Linked DNA regions of Gasterosteus aculeatus: region 1 is linked to region 2. Evidence: chromatin contacts called from public Hi-C data. All regions are on one chromosome and are shown on one strand. The core of a region is the stretch at or near the end of the contact, and the rest is flanking DNA. Distances in the headings are between cores, read along the strand shown.

Region 1 (4,853 bases), core at 213-2,712, 38 kb before region 2:
CTCTAATCAGATAATCTCCTTCATGATTTAGCGTTAATTGTTTCATGTTTCAAGTAACCTCCAACATCTTTTGTTGCTGTTGCCGTGCTTTTTGCATTTGTGCATTTGTGTCATCATCTGACTTGCTTGCAAAAGACTGAAGTAGTAAATCCCTCTGAGTAGTTGAGGGCCGGTCAGTTGTCTGGCTGACGCGGTGGACGGCTGCTTTAGTGTCTGGCTCCTTGACTGACTGGCTGATTAAAAGCTGGCTAAGTAGCTGACTTATTGGCTGCGGAATGCAGCAGGTGGCCCAAAATCTGGAGGGTTTTTGCGCTTGTGCGCGCATACACGCACGTTCGTGTTTGTGCGTGTCCGGGTGCGTGCTTTTTTCCCATGGTTGAAGCCATTGAGTTTTCCTGCAGGTCCTCAGATTGCTTCTCTAATCTGGCATGTTTCACATTCCCAATTTCCTCCGCTGATGCATGACTCCTCCGCTCTGTGTCGGGCTGGAGACTGCAGAGAAGGAAGTACGACAGCAACCCGTCTGTCCGAATGTGGGTCTGTCTCTCTCTCCACTCTGGCTTTTCCTCCTAAGTGGTTACTCTCACCCACCGTGTTTGTCTCTCTGTATTTCATTTTTGTCTGACTGCACTGTAGCCAAATTTCCGCTCGCAGATGAATCGGAAGAGGTGCTTACTCAGCCCGCTGAGACAAGGTTGCACTAAAACAATAGAAGGCCTAGTTTGTCTCGACAAGGAAACCTTTGTTCCTTAATGTCCTTAAAGGTTTTTTGATGCACTATAGTGTGCAGCTTTAAACTGAGTGGGCGTACTAATGTAATTAAGACTCATTTTCTGCAAAATAAAATGTACTGTATTTGTCAAAATTTGTCAAAAATAATTCTTATCTTTGCCCTCAATCTGATTTGCTGGCGAACTTAAAAAACCTGAGATCCTGACATGAAACGGACTCGTGTTTCAGGTATCAAAGTCCTGTGAGTTGCACGCGTTGCCTTTCAACTCCAAAACCACCTCCCTGCTACGCGTGCACGCGATCCAAAAACCCGTTTCACCTCTTTCCACTCAAAACACGTCGAGCTTCAAGACAATCCTGGGGAATACATTTCTCTCAGAACGTATAACTTGTTGACGGTGTTGCTCCAATAATATATTAATGTACACACACACACACACACACAGGGATGTAATATGTGAGCTGCTTGTGGCGCAATGGGAAATGGAAAACACCCACTCAATCACAAGGGTTCATGCACACACACACACACACACACACACACACACACACACACACACACACACACACACACACACACACACACACACACACACACACACACACACGCACATGCATACAGATCTACCTTATCATTAGGTAAACAAAGGGCAGCGGAAGCTCCGGAACACTCTATCAGCAGCCTATCTACAGGACTGTTGACTCTACTGTCCCTTATTTGTTACATGAACTCTACTCTGTCACACAAACACGCACTCTCTCTCTTTCCGTGTTGCATATTTGGCTACACACTCGTATACCTGCATATGTGTGCGTGTGCGACAGGATGCGCTTGTGTAAGTGTGTCCGTCTGCTGCTGTGTAGCAGGGGAGCACATGAAGGCCGCCACGTTCTGGAAGCCAAATTCATCGTATTATATATCGATTCATTGTCAAAAGTTGTGATCATCATGAATTTCAGCTGCTTCCAGCTAAGCTAATTGTCTTTGGCAGTGACGTCTTATTTATCAGACAGATAATTATAATAACCTTCTTGAATAAACATCAACAGGAACTACCCTAAAAGTTGCTCCTTTATTGTGCTGGGGATGAATGCAATCGTTTATTTGGAGCCACATGTAACTGTTTTGTTCAGCAAAACATCTGAAACATATACTGTAGATGGATAAGAGCGGTTCACTGAGCTTTTTAAGAGACTTTTTTTTCCTAGTTGCTCATGTTTTTGTTTGCAGAGGGTATTGCCAGGAAAGGGAGACGTGCAGTTCTTTCAAGGATATCCCAAAGGAAATCCAATTACCCCAGAATTCATCAGATGTTTGTTGTACTAAGTCAACTTCTCCCAGGGTCAGCACGAGTGTGCCACATCACCGCAGAGGGTAACTGAGGTAGACTGTTATGCCGCGCAAATAGGAAAAAGTCTTTCACACATTACTGTCTTTAAGTCAGATGAGGAACATTGGAACATTATTTCGTTATATGAATACGAACGTCCACTTATTATTCCTACATCTCACTAAAAGGCACCGTTGCCTTTTTCTTCATTGTTTTCTGTTTCCCGCTCAGTTTTTTTAAGCCCTCACCTCACTTTCTGTACACGTCGTGTCCTCTTCTCCTCTTCTGTCTAACCCCCTTCCCTCCTTCCTTCCTTTCTCCTGTGTCCCCATCCTCCAATGCTAAATGAGAACCAGACGTTCGGCAGACCTAATCAAGATGTCCTCAGCTGAATGGACCTTATTATGGGATGGGTAAACAGTGAGTTCCGATGTTGCCCGGGGGATAAAGTCCTGGGACAAACCTTGATGAGAGGAGTGATACTAACATCACACAGCGAACACTTGTCCGTTAGAACAACCGCTCGTCGGGCGTCGGACGGAGAAACGGATCTTTTAGAAACGATCGGCTTTGAGTAGTGAAGAGTTAACTGACCGTTGTTTTACACACATTTCCATCGTGCGTGTTTACTTTCTTGAAGTCTCTGGGTTTTGTGCAGCTTCCTGTGGATCGGTGACTTAAATGGTCCTGCCATAAACTCTGAGCTGTGCTTGTTTTGTCCTTAATGACGAGAGGCCATTGAGAAGAACAACCTGTGCATAAAGCGGGGCCGTAAAGAGGCTGTGCGGCGAAGCTGCTTTTGAGCGTACGGGTCGGATTCCTCCCGGCTGATCTCTAACCCCAAACATTCAATGGAGGCGTTCATTCCCAAAACGCCTTTGCCTGAAGACACGTTTTTCATTTTTCAGTGAAGTCAGCGAGTAGATAAGCGCCAAACATTCCGTTTTTTAGGTAAACATCCAGACCTCTCTCCTATAGAGTGAGTGTCTGCCTTGCTGCCATCACTGTTTCCTAAAGGTATCAGGTTCCGTTTTACATTTCCTGTTCAAAACACTGCTTTACATTTGTGGCAACGACCATTTGCTTGGAACCAGAAGAGGTACTTAGTTGGGAACGCATCGTTATGTCACACTAAAAAGCTGACAAATATAAAAAAAACGTGATAATTCCACATTAGCTTCTTCACAAACAGCCTTTGCACCAGATCACCAGCGACCTGGATGTGGTCCCTCAGGTGAGCGCCGTTAGCTCCTTTTGTCGTGGTTCCTCCAGTTCCTCCAACCTCCAGTTGTGAAACCTGGTTGCAATTGAATGGTTTATGAGAAAATGACCCTACTTCTCACTTGATTTATTACCTCAGTAAACCTGGTAAACATGAGTTTTGGGTCTTAATTGCCAGTATAAATGGCGATTGCCAAAGTGCAGAACTCAAGGCTTCAAAACCACAGTTCACAAACCAATGGGCGCCATGACCATGACTGTGCCTCCCCTTGTTTCATACACTCTCTGCGCTATTAGCCCCGTTAAATATGAGCCGCTGGGTTGCTGTCAACATTTTGAGAGGGAATCAAAATAATCTCAAATGTTCCCCACGTTAAGCGTCCATGTTGGAGTTTACTCGTCTAATATTTTTTTTTAGATAAGTTGTGCGCAGGATGTCCCCCTCGCATTTTGCACCAAAGGCCTGATAAGATAACAGCAATGTTTCCGCTTGGCCCACGTTTTGGAGTTGCACGGTACCAGCACCAATCGAAATCGCCAAGAGAAACAGCCATTTATTTATTTTTTTAAACTACCTTCCCCGCTGTGGCCTCTCTGTGGACTGGAGCTAAACTGGTAGTCAAACAGAAAGCCCTTATCATAGGTAAACACCGAGCGGCCACTCAGCCATCCGGCTACGGAGCGATAGGTAGGGGACGGATAAACATCTATCGCCACGCAGAGCTGCGTTCAAATTGAATTTCCGTCCTCCAATTTGGACTCTTGTTTATATCCAAAAGCATCTGGAATATTAACATGCCCTTGAAAGAATTTCCAGGCGCGCCTCACGCAGTGACCACATGCGTCTTTGAGTGCCATGTCAACGGGAGTGTACACATGTTTAGCGGGCCGCGTCGCAGCGTGTGTTTGTGTGTGCGTCTCTGGGTGAGAGTGCACATGTTGGTTAACGTGTTCCTGCTTTGTGCATTCTCTTTACATGTGTGCGTTCGGCTATTCGACCACTTCTAAAAGTCGTCATTAGAGTCAAACCCTGAAATATCAGAGAATTCTAAAACCCAATTTGATCAATTGACTGCTTTTTCCCACCAATTCACTTTAGTTGCGTCTCCTCGAAGGTTACGCTGTTTCTCTTGTGCAGTTTTATTTTACTGTCAAAAAATATCGGCACTTTTAGACCTCTCTGCCACGTTTTTTCCTACCAAACACCAAGATGTTTAAAAAAAACTATTTTTATTTTTGAGCAAGGCATCGGTTTTAACAGCCCTCAAACGCCAGTAAATGGTCCTCTTGTAGCGGATTATTTTCAGCTGCGAATCAATACACATTAGGTGCGGTGGTGCATATTTACAGCACCAGACGGATGCATGTGGGATTGGCTCAACTTTAGCCACACGGCTCATGTTCATTACAGCGAAGGACGATGTGAGTCGGAGCGATCTGTTTTTAATAGTTTCGGGACAACAATGTAGGTTCCTTAGTTTAAGGAGTTTATTTTAATCAGGATAAATTACTTATTAATGTTAATGCTCTCATGGGATTTGTTGACAATATCTTTCTTTTTGTTAACAA
Region 2 (5,005 bases), core at 1,776-4,275:
AAAGTTTAACAAACCTGTTCGCCTTCACGTGGAAAGCGGCTGCTTTGGACATTTTCTTATCAGGAAAACACAACGTTGACTGTTGAATTGACGTCTTTTCACATGGTTCGTCGTAATAAACCGTCGGTTCAGCTCAGACTCTTTTAACCTCTTTAAAAGCAGGAGCATCTGCATAATTGACCCCCGCCGCCCCCTCCCATCTCCACCACACCTTCCTTTCCTTAATTGATCCCCACATCCTGTATATCAGGCAGATTAGCCTTGGATTATCCAGGTAAACACAGCAAAGTGTCTGTGTGTGTCCGTGTGTGTGTGTGTGTGTGTGTGTGTGTGTGTGTGTGTGTGTGTGTGTGTGTGTGCGTGTGTGTCGAACCAGAGGGGGAAGTGGAGTCTTTGATCAGGCTAATGAGCTGCCATTCCTCCCCTCCAGGGCCTGCTGGTTGGCCGTGGGGGGGATGTGGGGGGGTTGTGGGGGTTGTGTGAGCACCTGAAACAACACGGAGACCTCGCACGGCCTCCAGTGGCTAACACGCAAACACACACACACGCTCACACACACATACACACACTCGCACCCTCGTCAATGCAGCACACACCCCGCATCCTGCCACCATTATTGTCTGCTCGCCACCTCCCACCGCCCCCTGCTAGTCGTCTCTATCCATGTGTCAGTCACACCCTCCCTTCACTTCCAATCTCCTCTGCAGCTCCCGCCCGAATAACAGCAGCCTACCCTTTCACAATCTTCACACCACCCACCTGCCTCCTTGCCCCCCTACCTTCCCTCTGTTCTGTCACTCACACACACTCCACCTTCACCCACCATCCCCCCCGGTCACCTCCATCTATCATTCCCCTCCGGCTCATCGCCAAGTGACAAAATGCCCACGTGTGAGTTTTTTATCGCCTTTCTCTTTTTTTGCTACGCAAACATACACGTATTTGTTTATTTGCGTATCTTTTTTTATCTAATTCTTATTTATACGTTTTCTTTTTAAAGAATGCAGCGTGAAGATGAGGTAAATTTTAGGTAAATGCCTGTTCAAGAATATATATATATACACTGTATATATATATATATATATATATATATATACATTGCAGGAACAATCTGTATTAAAAATGTTCAACACTAAAGTCGCCTTAGGACGCACTTCCTCTCCTGCACTGTAATTAATTGAATTTTGCTACTAACAAATTAACTCAACTTTAAACCAAACACATAAACACATTGTTGCCAAAGTGCCACACAACCTGTTTTGCTTCCTTCCTGTTGTAAAATGTGTCCCTGTCCCTTTGCTCGTCACCCATTCATTATTCGGCACTCAAACCATTCAACAAGTAACATATCAAGACATTAACAGGTCGTTGACTTAAATCACTAATGCATCGCCTGATAAAATGCACATACAGTGTGTTTGTGTCAATCGTTGCCATGATCAGCTATACTTTGTATATACTTTGACCAAATGACTGATCACAGTGTCTGATTTGCAGCAGAAGCTTTGTTACTTAATGGCGCTGCTGTGCTTCGCTGTACATAAACGTGGTGCTTTATTCATTCCACAACCCCGTTGAACTCAATCCGAGCAGCAGCTACATTTGCCACCAGAGTGCACGTTTGATTTTTACGGCTCGCTGCCAAAGCGTCTCTGCTGTCGCTGTGGTGCTCCAGTGTGAACGGCTAATTTCATAGGCGGTGAAATGAAGAAACATTCCGTTCCTGGGTTCCGTTTTTTAATAGGGAGCGTTTGGTCAAACAGGCTCAGAACCTGTCCCGCAATAACTGCCTCTACGGTTCCTCTCCGAGGACCTTTGCAGCTCCTGAAAGACACCCACCCACATGCGTCACACTTCCTTCACCCCTGGTGACCCCTCAACCCCGATGTGTGTCACTCAAGGCGGTGACAGTCGGAGATGGCGCTGCCGACACGAGGGCACTCAAGCGGCGAGCGTTTGTCTTTGCCCTCCTGCTTTTTTCCTTCTCTCTCTCGTCCTCTGTGGCCTTTGCAGCCTGTTGCTAAGTGACCCATTGACCCGTGACTTCATTAGCCTGTGACAGCCATCCAAGCACTTTCTTATTTGGAAAAAAAAGCGGCTACACGACAATGTATGACTGAGGATTTTTTTTGTTGTTGAGCAGAACACGGATTTAAGTTGAAAACAAAGAGCGCCTCGCTGTCCGGACTTCACGTGGAGCGCTTTTTAAAAGGCGTAAACGCAGCATTTATTTGACCATCAAAAAACGGGTTCCCGCTCTTCGCCATGTGTTTGTTGTGTTAAAGGGTTGAGGAACTTTCTCAGCCCGCCCTGACTCAAATTACAGGCCTATAATGGTGAGGAGAAGCTTAATATTAAGGTTCAAAACTCTTGTACCTTTCGTGCTGTGAATCAAACGAAACCACATCTCCTTAACATATTTGACTTCTCTCACCATCCCGTCATGAAGCCTTCTCACAAAACCGGGAGATTCTCATTTTCACAGATTGATTTCACTGATTTCAGAACCTGACCACCGATGTCTCCGTGTGACATCGAGCTCTCTGGTGTAACGACGCTGTCGGCCGCCTCGAGATGTACGTTCCTTTGGTGAGGAACATGGAAACAAAACACTGATTCACTGAGTTTGCAGAAGAGATTGTCTCATGAATTATGATGCAAAAGGTGTTTGCGATCGTAATTCAAAGGGTGAATCATTTTGTCGGGTGTGCTTTGTCCATGGATATTCTGTCACGGCAAACAAAACAGAATTGTTGCCATTTGACTGATGTCCCGCCCTAAAATGACTGTGACGCATAGACGCACAAGTTAAAATATTAATTTTCTCTTCCTATAAACAAAAGCAGTTTTAATTTTGATCTGGTCTAGTGTGTGTCTCTCAGTGTGCACTTACTTTTGACGGGGTGATTTACATCCTTTTAGAACTTTTAGAGGAACACACACACACACACACACACACACACACACACTCCACAGAGTGGAAGACGTGCTCAGAAAGAAAACAGGTTGATGATCCAACCGGTTTAGCAGAGACCTCGTGATGTTTGTTTAGAGATCTTGTCCCAGAAATCTGTTTCACATACTCAACCCTTGACAGCGCTTCCGATGAACTCTGAATGTGAGGGTGATGGATATTTCAGAAGTTACTGGGGTCATGTCAAACAAACATTCTGCTTCTCCAAACTACTGGCTTCCTGGCTCAGGAATATTTGGTGGAACATCAATACATTTCAAAAAGACATCTTGACATATCGTGAGCGGTAAACTTGTTCAGTTGTTGTTGTTGTTTTAGGAATGCAGTTCTATTACTTTTGCTATCTGTGGTATTGACAGCTGCAAAGGTTTGTGTTTAAAGTCTTAAAGCCCTGATGAAGTTTCTTAATCAAACAGAAATATTACATTACTTGCACGTGTTTATTTTAGCAGCATGCTCTTGTTATTCATGCTTCACACAACTATTTCTGGAACTTTTAGTGTGAACAAATTCATTCGTCACTTTGAAGGCCTTCAAGAAGAAAGCAAAGGTTTGCGCCGTCAGCCCGAGTTTGTCTGACAACAGGTTCTAGCCATTGCCTTTGAGCCACGTGTCAAATGAAACACTGGTGTGAAGTATTTGATTTGGGATCATCCATCAAGGCATTCCTCTACCGTAGCAGCCCACTCCGCCGTCCGGACCACGCCGCCCTTTTTGGGTATTTGTTTGGAACATACGATCATGCAGGAATGTTAAGGACTTGCGGTTTCATCAGTTGCAATTGGGAGGTTCTGCCCGTCAACCTCGCCGCCGCGCGTCTGCACCTTGGAGTGATCTGTTACACCCCTCTCTCTCCGCTCAGACCCACCAGCTCGCTCACGGACATCTTCGGCGCGGTCTACTTGGACCCAGACCACGTGAGCGCTATCCCGAGTGTGTCGTGGGCAGCGGGAAGATCATCTGCGGTGCGTGGATGGTGCGTGCATTCGCGCTCTGTGCACACCACGGACTGTAGAAACCCTAATTTGATCGTTTCTTACAGCTGACCTTCGGTGCTCACCCAGCGAAAGTAATAGTGCAACACAAAACAGAAAAGGACTCAAATCTACTCCCCAAAGCTCTGAAAGGGAGTTGATTTGTTAACTTAAATATATACACATGGTAGTCAGCAAACTAAACTACATAATCCCACAAAGACTCTCTCCAAATATGGATGCAAAATTTTGTAATTACCAAAATTTGTTATGTAATTTGTTATGTCCGACAGAAGCGAGTGTTCATTCCATGTATTTGTGTGTCTGTGTATTCTTCTGTGACGTTGTGTCTCTGTATACGTGTTCCTTTTCACATCACCCATGTCCTCTTTCTCCCCCTGTGGTTCTCCTGCTCAGGTGAACGGGATCCTGTGAACCGCCAGCTTCCAGCTTCCCAAAAGCCTCTCTCAGAGCTCACGGCTCACAATGGAACAAAGATTTTCTCAGTGTTGGGATGCTCATGGGAAACCTGACCCAGACTGTAATGGCTGCAGTTTGACAACTGGGAACCAACGGGAGAAGGAGAGAATACTGCTTTAAAAGCCTGGTCGATTTTTACATCTTTGGGTGGAGTCCCGTACACTTACACATCAAATCTAAAAGTTAGAGTAACTTCTGGGTCTCCCATACTGATTCTTAATTCCCCCTACAAGATCTTCTTGATCAATCAGCAGGAGCCACAATAATGAAAAGCGAGTCGAGGCCGGGTCACTCTGGTTCTACCCAGGGAGGTGTTTCTTCTTGCTTTCTTCCTCGAGGACATTGACGAGCAGGGTGAGCTGCAATAGCACTCCTGGTGTGTTGGCGGGAATTCAAAGTCTCGCTAAACGGCACCTCGGGACATTTGCTGGATTGATGAGTTTCGGTTTGGATGAAAAACCCGGTGGGCTCAGCTCCCACTTTACTTCATGGCTCATGTGGCGTTTGAGTCCCGTATTCCCTGAGGCACTTTTATCCATCAGCTTTGATCCAGTACTGATATTTGATGTATGTTTTC

Evidence for each region. Hi-C and Micro-C count contacts between places; a contact is called where the count stands out from the background.
Region 1: a Hi-C map of blood and trunk muscle shows a contact between it and region 2, with 2.8 times the contacts expected there. The contact joins two enhancer-like sites. A contact is called at or near these places in 3 of 6 Hi-C or Micro-C datasets (blood and trunk muscle, liver and skeletal muscle).

The regions. Positions count from the first base shown.
Region 1 is chr7:27,100,355-27,105,207 of fGasAcu3.hap1.1, reverse strand. No RefSeq gene overlaps it. Among protein-coding and RNA genes, the nearest start is that of ndfip1l, 18 kb to the left of the region's middle. Within about 2 kb of position 1,462, at least 4 of the 9 cell types and tissues checked have open chromatin away from gene starts, as enhancers often do.
Region 2 is chr7:27,063,826-27,068,830 of fGasAcu3.hap1.1, reverse strand. No RefSeq gene overlaps it. Among protein-coding and RNA genes, the nearest start is that of spry4, 11 kb to the left of the region's middle. Within about 2 kb of position 3,025, at least 3 of the 9 cell types and tissues checked have open chromatin away from gene starts, as enhancers often do.